Linked DNA regions of Mus musculus: regions 1 and 2 are each linked to region 3. Evidence: chromatin contacts called from public Hi-C and Micro-C data. All regions are on one chromosome and are shown on one strand. The core of a region is the stretch at or near the end of the contact, and the rest is flanking DNA. Distances in the headings are between cores, read along the strand shown. Region 1 holds the start of Itih5 (inter-alpha (globulin) inhibitor H5). Region 2 has its middle 23 kb from the start of Gm31496. Region 3 holds the start of 9230102O04Rik (RIKEN cDNA 9230102O04 gene).

Region 1 (2,700 bases), core at 68-2,567, 260 kb before region 3:
AATAAAATATCTCTCATTTATTGAGTGCCTGCTGGATACCAGGTCCTTGCTATATGCTCAAAAGGAATTGTAAGCCAGACACGATGCACACCTATAATCCCAGCATTTGGAAGAGTCAGACTGGAAGACTGAGAGTTCAAAGCCAGCCTGGGTTAATAGCAGGCTTTAGTCCAGCCCTAGCCCCATAGAACAGCATGCCTTGCAGAGAAAATACATTGCATTCAAATATGGAGTGTGCTCAGGACAGCTGTAAATGGCAGAGTAGGCAGAGTGGGGACCAGCCTTTCTTTGGACCCAAGCCTACTTTTCTCCTACACCTCCACAAAAGCTCGCTTCTCCTACAGGATCCTTACAGGGATGTTAGGACATATCTGTTTGACAGTTTTCGTGGAACGTTTCCAGTGGTCAGACACTGGACTGAACCTTTTCATTTGCAGAGCTGTTGTCATCTGTGCGGTTATGAACTTAAAACACAAACTCTGACGTATGCACCAAGTACCTGAGCTTGACACTGGCTTAATTGTGGGACCTCCAGTAAACTACTCACAATTAATAAGAACCAGAGGGCAAATTGGGTTTTCCCATGTTTGGGTGGAGAGTGTTGAAGTTTCCAGGAGTTTAAGGCTTTTAATCAGCTATCGACCCCACCCCCCCACCCCCCCCCCCACCCCCCCCCCGCTTCCCGGGTGAGAGCTAACAGTTAACCATCTCACACTTCTAAGATTTTCGGAAACTTTCAATGAACTGCTGGGCAGGAGCCTTCTCAGAAATTTGTAAGGACGGATAGGAATCTGGTAGGCAGCGGGAGCTAACAAGAACATTGGATTCTGCACAACTTTGAAGTTCCATGTACGGCTCTGCGAGAATCTGGCACGGAGCAGGCGCTGAGGACCACTCAGAAGTAGCACAAGTGACCAACAGATGGGAAAGTCCCCATGCTGAAGACTGGGAAAAGAAACAGTGCAGACCCAGAGGAAGGCGATCCCCCTCCCCCCTTCCTTGCATCCTACAGATCAATTCCAGCCTGTCCAGAAGCCATAAGCCCCAGGGAGATGGAGGGAAGGGACAGAGTCGCTGGCTCCCACAGCTCTTTCCCCTACTTACTTGCTCCGAGGTGTCGTCCCAACTCCTTGCCTCTTCCTGGGACTCTGAGAAGAGGGGCAACCCCAAGCACAGCCCTAGCAGCAGGAGCATGGCGAAGCCAGAGCGCGCGACCTCTCTGGGACAGCGAAGGTTTTTCAGGGAGTTGGAGGAGCCGCGGCTGCAGAGAAACACGCTGCATCCAGCCCTTCCTCCACCAAAGCCCCGCCCATCAATGTCCCCGCCCCCTTTATGCCCTTCAGGCCATCCTGAGTCCTGTCGCCTGTCGCCGCACTACCACTACCCCAGGCCACGCCTCTCTGTCCCTTGGGGAGTTTAGAGGGCATCCTTGGCTCCGCCCACAACTCACCCTATGATCCCTATGATCCTAGTTTTGCCTCCCCTGGGCTCCAAGGTTGACCGCAGGCCAGCTTTCTGCAGGCCACCACCTCCATCCTCCAGCTTGAGGAGCTACTGGGTTCCCATGTTTGGTTCCAGGAGGAAAAGACTCCAGACCTGCCCTAGTTGAGTGCACAGCGAAGCGAACTTTGTCCTGCATGCAGTCAACAAACTTCAGTGGAACTTGTTTCCTCTGCCTGTAGCTGCCAGGTACATCACTCCAACCCTTCATCCCCCGGTTTCCTTCGCTTTAGGATTTGCATAATTCCTGTTGCCCAGATCAGCTTTTAGAGCTCACCTGAAGTCTAAAGTTGACAGGGGCCCGCCCTTAGTATCTGCCACCAATGCTAGAGTCACAAATAACACGAGATGACAACTGATGGTCTAAGGCACACAAGCTGCATTGTCCCATTTAATTGATGAACTCTGGTATTGGAGGACAGAAAAGAGAACCTGCGTTCGCTTTTGAGAACATAGAACATTTGAACCTGTTTGGATTTTAGCTGGGGAATGAGTAGCATGTATCTTGATTACAGAATGTTGGTTCTATTTCTGACTTGCCACAGGAAAACCACTTCCGGTGAACCTGCCATGCCTGACCTTTTGCAACCGTAGGTGTGGGGGGAGGGGCAGTCTTTTTGCCCTGTGCACAAATAATGTAGCTATGTGTTTAGTGCAAAAGGCAGTTGTCTCAAAGACATACTCTGTCTCTGGCAATTCCATCTATCTAGATAGGGTGAGAAACGGGCTTCTGTGACCAAAAATGGGGAAGTGGCTGCCCCCATCCTAGGCACGATATGTCCCGTTAGACAGCCAATAATAATCATGAGGTCTATAGAAACACAGAGAGTGTTGGCAGTGTGATGGTGGGTGTAGGGATGTCAGATCACAGAACCACATCAACTGACACATCATAACTAGGTAAAAACACACAGGAATACACTTCACAAAAATCAGCAACAGTAGGCATTATGGCTTGAGCAGCCACCTCCTCTTAAAACATCCCACTTATTATTCTTAGAGCAATGGTGTTCGTTCTGCAGAGAAATCAGGAGAAGTTCGAACAAGCAAACTTGGTGCTACTGTGAAATAAATGAAAGGAAGATCCTGGTCGTCAACGTTAATCATTTAATTAGCCTAATCACCCAGTAATTTAAAAGGCACACAGCCAGCAGGAAGAAAGGCTGCTCCAGCCAGGTTTCCACACAGAAACCACATAGA
Region 2 (2,700 bases), core at 32-2,531, 400 kb before region 3:
AACTTTGTACACGGGCTGTCTTCACCGGCCATTCTGCCCTCTCTAAGAGCACCTTTTGAATTTGATTCTCAAATTCTTTTTTCTTAATTGTCCCTTTACATTTTACTTATAAAAAGGGTTTATTTTATTTATGTGTTTGCTTGTGTGTGTGTGTTTGCTTACATACGCTTGATAGTTCACACATATGCATCAGATACACTAGAGATGGAATTATAAGCAGGTGGTGCTGGGAACTAAACTCTGGTCTTTCACATGAGATTTAAGTGCTCTTAACTGCTGGGCCATCTCTTCAGATCCTCTAAATCATGGTTTAAAGATAAAGGGAAGGGGGTAGGCACATAGGAAAGACAGCCAGCAGCTCTGAAATAGTGGGGGGCAGCTCCCAGCATAAGTAGTCACTGGAGACACTATTGAGGTTGTTATTTTACCAAAAGAACAGATGACAGGCAGAAAAGTAGGTAGGTAGAAATAGATAGATAGATAGATAGATAGATAGATAGATAGATAGATAGATAGATAGATAGATAGATAGATAGCAAGCTGTGGTGGGCAACTGACCACTGCTGGAAGACAAGCTATTCTGACTGAGGGTTTAACTGCTAGAAATTGGACACCTTTGTTCAGAAATTAAACTACTGAGTTGGAAATCATACTAGAGAACGCCTCTGCAAATTTTCCTTCCGGTCCTAGTGACACGCATAATTTACCCAGCCTGTAGTATCTGTCTTTACCCCCAAACAAGCCACTTCAAAAAATAAAAATCAATCCAGATGAACTAAGACTGGCTCCACTCAGCCTCCGTGCTCCTTGGAAGGGACCCCAGACAACAGTTTTGTTGTCTTGCACACTGATGGGGATACAATCGGCTCACTTAATTACAATGCCACATGCTTTAAATATTTTTACTGAAATTGATCAGGCCACAGGGAGAGAGAGCCCTAGTAACCAGGGAAGCTGGGGGGAAGTCCCTGGGGAGAAAGAGGAGATTGCTTCAAAGGTTTCCCTCACAAAGGCTGTGATTAAAGAGAAGCAGGAGGAAGGAAAAGGCTTTATAAAGGCACGGGGCAGGGGTTCTGATCCTCCCTTCACACTCAGGCCTGACTTTCCGTGTCAATAAATCTGAGGACATAATGGACAGGCTCTGAGTCTTCTTGCACTTTCTCTTTAAGTAAAATGTGTGAAGGACGTAGAGGACAAAAGCCGCCCTGGGAGAGCTCGGTTAATCCCTTTCAACACGTGATGAAGAGGGAGCATCAGGGTTTCTCCCTGGGTGGCGCTCTTGCTCTTGCTTAGTTGCTTGTTAGTCTGGAGGGTCAAGTTTGGTGGGGAGGAGGTACACGCTGTTCCTAGTTGTCTGATTTTGTTACATAGCAAATCATGAAAGTCAAATGAGACAAATCCAGTATTTACAAGAGCACAAAACTATTACCGATTTTCTTTTTCCTTCTGCTTATAATAGTTTTATTCTTTTTTTAATCTCTTTATTATTTTTTTCGTTGGATGGAGTTTCTCTGCGTAGCTCAGGTCTACTTTGAACTCCAAATCCCCCTACCGAAGTCTCTTGGTGCTGGGATCACAGTAGTGTTGTATGGCACCAGAACTGCTTACTTGGAAAGATGTCATTGGCTCGTGTGGAGGGATGTAACCCAGTGCTCTGATTTGTGAACAGGCTTTCCCACCTCAGTCTCCTTACTTTTGTGAGAAGAAAATGGTGTTGTTACACACAAACATGGTTATTATGAAGATAAATAAAATACAAGTCTTTCAATTTAGTTTCTATAGTGGAATCACTGTGACAGACAAAAATCTTTCCCCGGAGAATGGAAGTATATAAGCAAAATTAGTTGAATTTTCCATACACGCTCGTATGCATACTTAGTTTTCACTCTTTACAACAGCAGGAAATGGCCAAAGTTGCACTCGGCAGTCTCAAGTTTATCTATAATTGACATATTCTTTGACACAATGTTGCTTTTCAAGCAGACAGATTCTACAAAGTCACGATAAGCTTTCCTTTCTTCAACTCCTATTGGGTGAACAGTGGTCAAGAAAACCTCCGTGGATTCGGACTAGAATAGCTCTGTTGTATGTTACCTTTGCTCTGGGATGAGGCTAGCTCTGGGGGAGGTTTTGTTTGTTTCTAAGCCACCTGTAGCAGTGGAGTTCTTAGAAATGAGACAGGATTTTGCAATAGGATTCAACTGTGAGAACCTGGGTCAGTTCCTACCATTTCATTCCAGAGTCTATACTAGGTGGGACACACAGAAATTAGTCTGTGCCCTCTGCGTGTGGCTTTGTGCAACCCCCTCCTCTCTTGTCAGATGTCAAATAAGCAGCAGCGTTTTCCTGTTTGTCCCTAAAATAGTCAGAAATTGAGACTCAGTGCAGAGAGGCCACAACCAAGCCAGACATTGTAAGACCCCCGAAGCTGGGCCTCTGCTCAAGTCCCTGGATGAGTTGCACCCCAATGTGAAAAACCACACATGGTGCAAACTGCAAGAGGTTTTATTATCAGCCAGCTGAGGACGAACTCCTTCCTCCTCGCAGGGCAGGGGAGTTCGACCTCAGCGGTAACAGTAGGGGGCTTTTAACAGCTAGCTGAGGAGTTGGGAGGAGTTGGAAGGAGTTGGGCTACAGCTCTTCTCTGCCCGGTGTCCTAGGTAAAATTACAATTATTGCATCTCTGGTTGTAAGATATAG
Region 3 (2,700 bases), core at 182-2,681:
TAGCTGGACTAGAAAGGGCACAGGTGCAAGCAACCAACAGGGAAGTCTTTATGTCTCCGTGGCTGTGAACTGGCCTGTGTCTTTGTGATCTATGTGTCCAGAGAACACACAAACATCCTCAATGAAAACACTCCCTAAAATTAGTGATGGGACCGTCCTGTTCTCAGGGCAGCTTCCAGCAACCCTGGCGTGAACTACTGTTATCACCACTGAATGAGGCAATGTCATTTCTTGTCACACACACACACACACACACACACACACACACACACACACAGAGAGAGAGAGAGAGAGAGAGAGAGAGAGACAGACAGACAGACAGACAGACAGAGACAGAGAGACAGACAGACAGAGACAGAGACAAAGAGAGAGACAGAGACAGAAATTGAAATTTCAACCGGAAAGCAACTCCGTTGTAAAATCAGACAGCGACTCGTGGTTTCTTAGAGCACTATCCTTGTACTGTGCTCAGGCGATGTCCAGTAATCAGGAATAAATGCCTCAGAGCCTTTCCCTCACTTCCCCCTTCATCTCCACTTTTTGTTTTCCTTTTCGACACAGGGGTTCTCAGTCCTGCTTTGTACACCAGGCTGACCAGCTAGAGACCCACCTGCCTCTGCCTCCGGAGTGCTGAGGACAGGGCAATCTATTAAAGGGGTGCTACTGCGCTGGACCCTCTCTCTTTACCTCATTCCCTTCCCACTTCAATACTCCCCCCCCCCGCCCCCCAACTCCCCTGTCCACCCTTCTGTCTGTTAAGAGAATCAGATCATGCCTTTAGCCCCAGCCAGACCACTGTAGTTCTTAGGATTTTCTTTTTTAGCCTCCAAGTTTCTTTGGAAGCCCAACTTCCTCCAGTTAAGACTTTTGGGAGCAATGACGGGGTTGGGGGTGGGGCACGCGACCGCATTTTCACAGCTCTTTACGTTTTAGAGCAGTGTTCAATCCGGAGCCGGTGTCGGCAGAAGGGAAGGAGCGCGGCGAGGCCGGCAGAGCAGACCCGAGGAGACCTGGGGGACAGAAGGTGCTCGCGAGGGAGCTTTAGTAAGAGGAGTGGGAGAGGGAAGAAAGTCTGCTTTGGTTCGGAAGTGCCCCTATAGGACGTACATTCTAAGGAAAAAGAGGCTTTCAAATTGGAGGCGAACTTGTTGAAGGTAAGGAGAAAGAGGAGGAGGGACAGCAGGGACCTTAAAGGGGGACAAGAAGCATTGAATGGGAAGTGAATGGGAAGCATGGGGAAACCGTAAAAAGCCCCACCCGCCCGCGAGACCCAGAAGTGAGATCTAGATACCGCTGGGTGCAGGGGATTGGGAGGATCAACTGTTGTAGTCACGTGGGCACATGCGTGCCTCTCTGGTCTCTGCTCCAGCCCCCATCCAGTCGCGCGTAAGGAGGAAGGGTACTTGTGTCTCTTACGCTTCCCGGAAGCCAGTCACATCTTCCCAGGACCCACGGCTTTCCTGGACAGTTCATAGGGTGCATTAGGGCAACAGGTTGGGCATAGGTTGTTAAGAGCATGGCTCCAGCCTAGTCCTCACAGCTTACTGGAGAGTGTGACTCTGCCACTTGGTGGCGGAGAGCTGGAGCGACAGGGCTGGGGACTGGCAGGATTGCTTTGGCGAAGATGGTTCTTCCGGGTTCCCCAATGGACCAGAAGATCCCCTTCTTTCCTTTTGCCAGATTGGCAAATGGTGTTCTCAGCTTGCTCCACTCTTGGGTTCATCGCACCCCAGAGGACGCCCCGCCGAGGCGCAGACGGGTTGGTGTCTAAATGGAAAGAATTTCAGGTTTGTGGAGGTAGAGACAGGTCGCTGACAGTATCTAGGAGAAAAGCGTGCCTATCCTGGTATCACCCACTCTGCAACGTGACATCCATCACCCGGTAGCTCTCGCCACTCCACGGGTGCCGACTAACACTTTCGGGACTCCCAGCTTCTCCTTTCTCCTCTGTCTTCCGCCCCACCTCAACAGTTCCGTAGGCTCTGACCGGTCTCCTTCTCCCAGGAGTTGACCACCCCAAAGCTGAACACTGAGTCACCTCTTTCTACCCAACCGGTTGGAGCAGCCCCAACTTATTGACTTCATGGTTCAGCCACGGACAAAACTTTGTTTTATTTCTCCCCAAGGATATATTTATTTTAAAAGTCAGCCTCCATATTTTTTTTGCAAAAATATTGTGAAGGGAAAATTCAACCTGCCAAAACAAATGGACCCTGACCCTTTTCTACCTCGGTGTTTGAAGGGTTTCATTTCACTCTAGCTGAAATGTACTCGTGGTAGATTCTCTTGGTACATGATTCAGATGCCCTTGCTATTGGATGGGAATGGGAAGGTGTGTGTGTGTGTGTGTGTGTGTGTGTGTGTGTGTTTACTCCAAGCAGGACACTGCAGTTATCTGGGTCCTGGGTAGGGCAAACAGCTTCATTTCCTTTATAGAATTTTCCCTTGACTGCTTCTAGTTCCTGTTTTTATTTTTTTATTTTTCTCCTCAAAAATAAAATTTCCTCATGAAATAATTTAAGACAATTGGGACCCATAGGATCCTTTTAACTCTGATGAATATTCTTCTATGCCTGGATTAGACAGCAGCAATCAAGTCCAGCCAAAAACATTCAAATTCTATTTTACTAATCCCGACTAAAGGGTGGTGGTGGCCGCTGCAGCAGTGGTGTGAAGTAAAGGCAAAGAGACTACTTTTGG

Evidence for each region. Hi-C and Micro-C count contacts between places; a contact is called where the count stands out from the background.
Region 1: a Hi-C map of LSK cells shows a contact between it and region 3, with 4 times the contacts expected there. The contact joins the promoter of Itih5 here to the promoter of 9230102O04Rik in region 3. A contact is called at or near these places in 1 of 39 promoter capture datasets (liver), 6 of 484 Hi-C or Micro-C datasets (LSK cells, the N1E-115 cell line, embryonic stem cells and 3 more), 1 of 115 datasets of contacts at active chromatin or transcription factors (bone marrow-derived macrophages) and 2 of 9 other capture datasets (adipose tissue and liver).
Region 2: a contact with region 3 is called in a Micro-C map of trophoblast stem cells, with 8 times the contacts expected there. The contact joins the enhancer-like site here to the promoter of 9230102O04Rik in region 3. A contact is called at or near these places in 6 of 39 promoter capture datasets (cranial neural crest, embryonic stem cells, liver and 1 more), 1 of 15 datasets of contacts at CTCF or cohesin (stem cell-derived epiblast-like cells), 37 of 484 Hi-C or Micro-C datasets (the AML12 cell line, the Ba/F3 cell line, the N1E-115 cell line and 15 more), 3 of 115 datasets of contacts at active chromatin or transcription factors (astrocytes, embryonic stem cells and neural tube) and 2 of 9 other capture datasets (embryonic stem cells and pancreatic islet).

What each region holds. Positions count from the first base shown.
Region 1 is chr2:10,152,160-10,154,859 of GRCm38.p6, reverse strand. Itih5 (inter-alpha (globulin) inhibitor H5) reads right to left here and starts at 1,317. Exons shown (of 14, transcript NM_172471.2): 1 at 1,105-1,317. The coding sequence starts at 1,194.
Region 2 is chr2:10,283,307-10,286,006 of GRCm38.p6, reverse strand. No RefSeq gene overlaps it. Among named protein-coding and RNA genes, the nearest start is that of Gm31496, 23 kb to the left of the region's middle. Within about 2 kb of position 1,281, at least 46 of the 459 cell types and tissues checked have an H3K27ac peak or open chromatin away from gene starts, as enhancers often do. A contact at or near this core is called in Sertoli cells, muscle stem cells, trophoblast stem cells and 1 more, where this site is marked.
Region 3 is chr2:9,888,271-9,890,970 of GRCm38.p6, reverse strand. It overlaps 9230102O04Rik (RIKEN cDNA 9230102O04 gene), which reads left to right and starts at 1,431. Exons shown (of 4, transcript NR_040511.1): 1 at 1,431-1,759.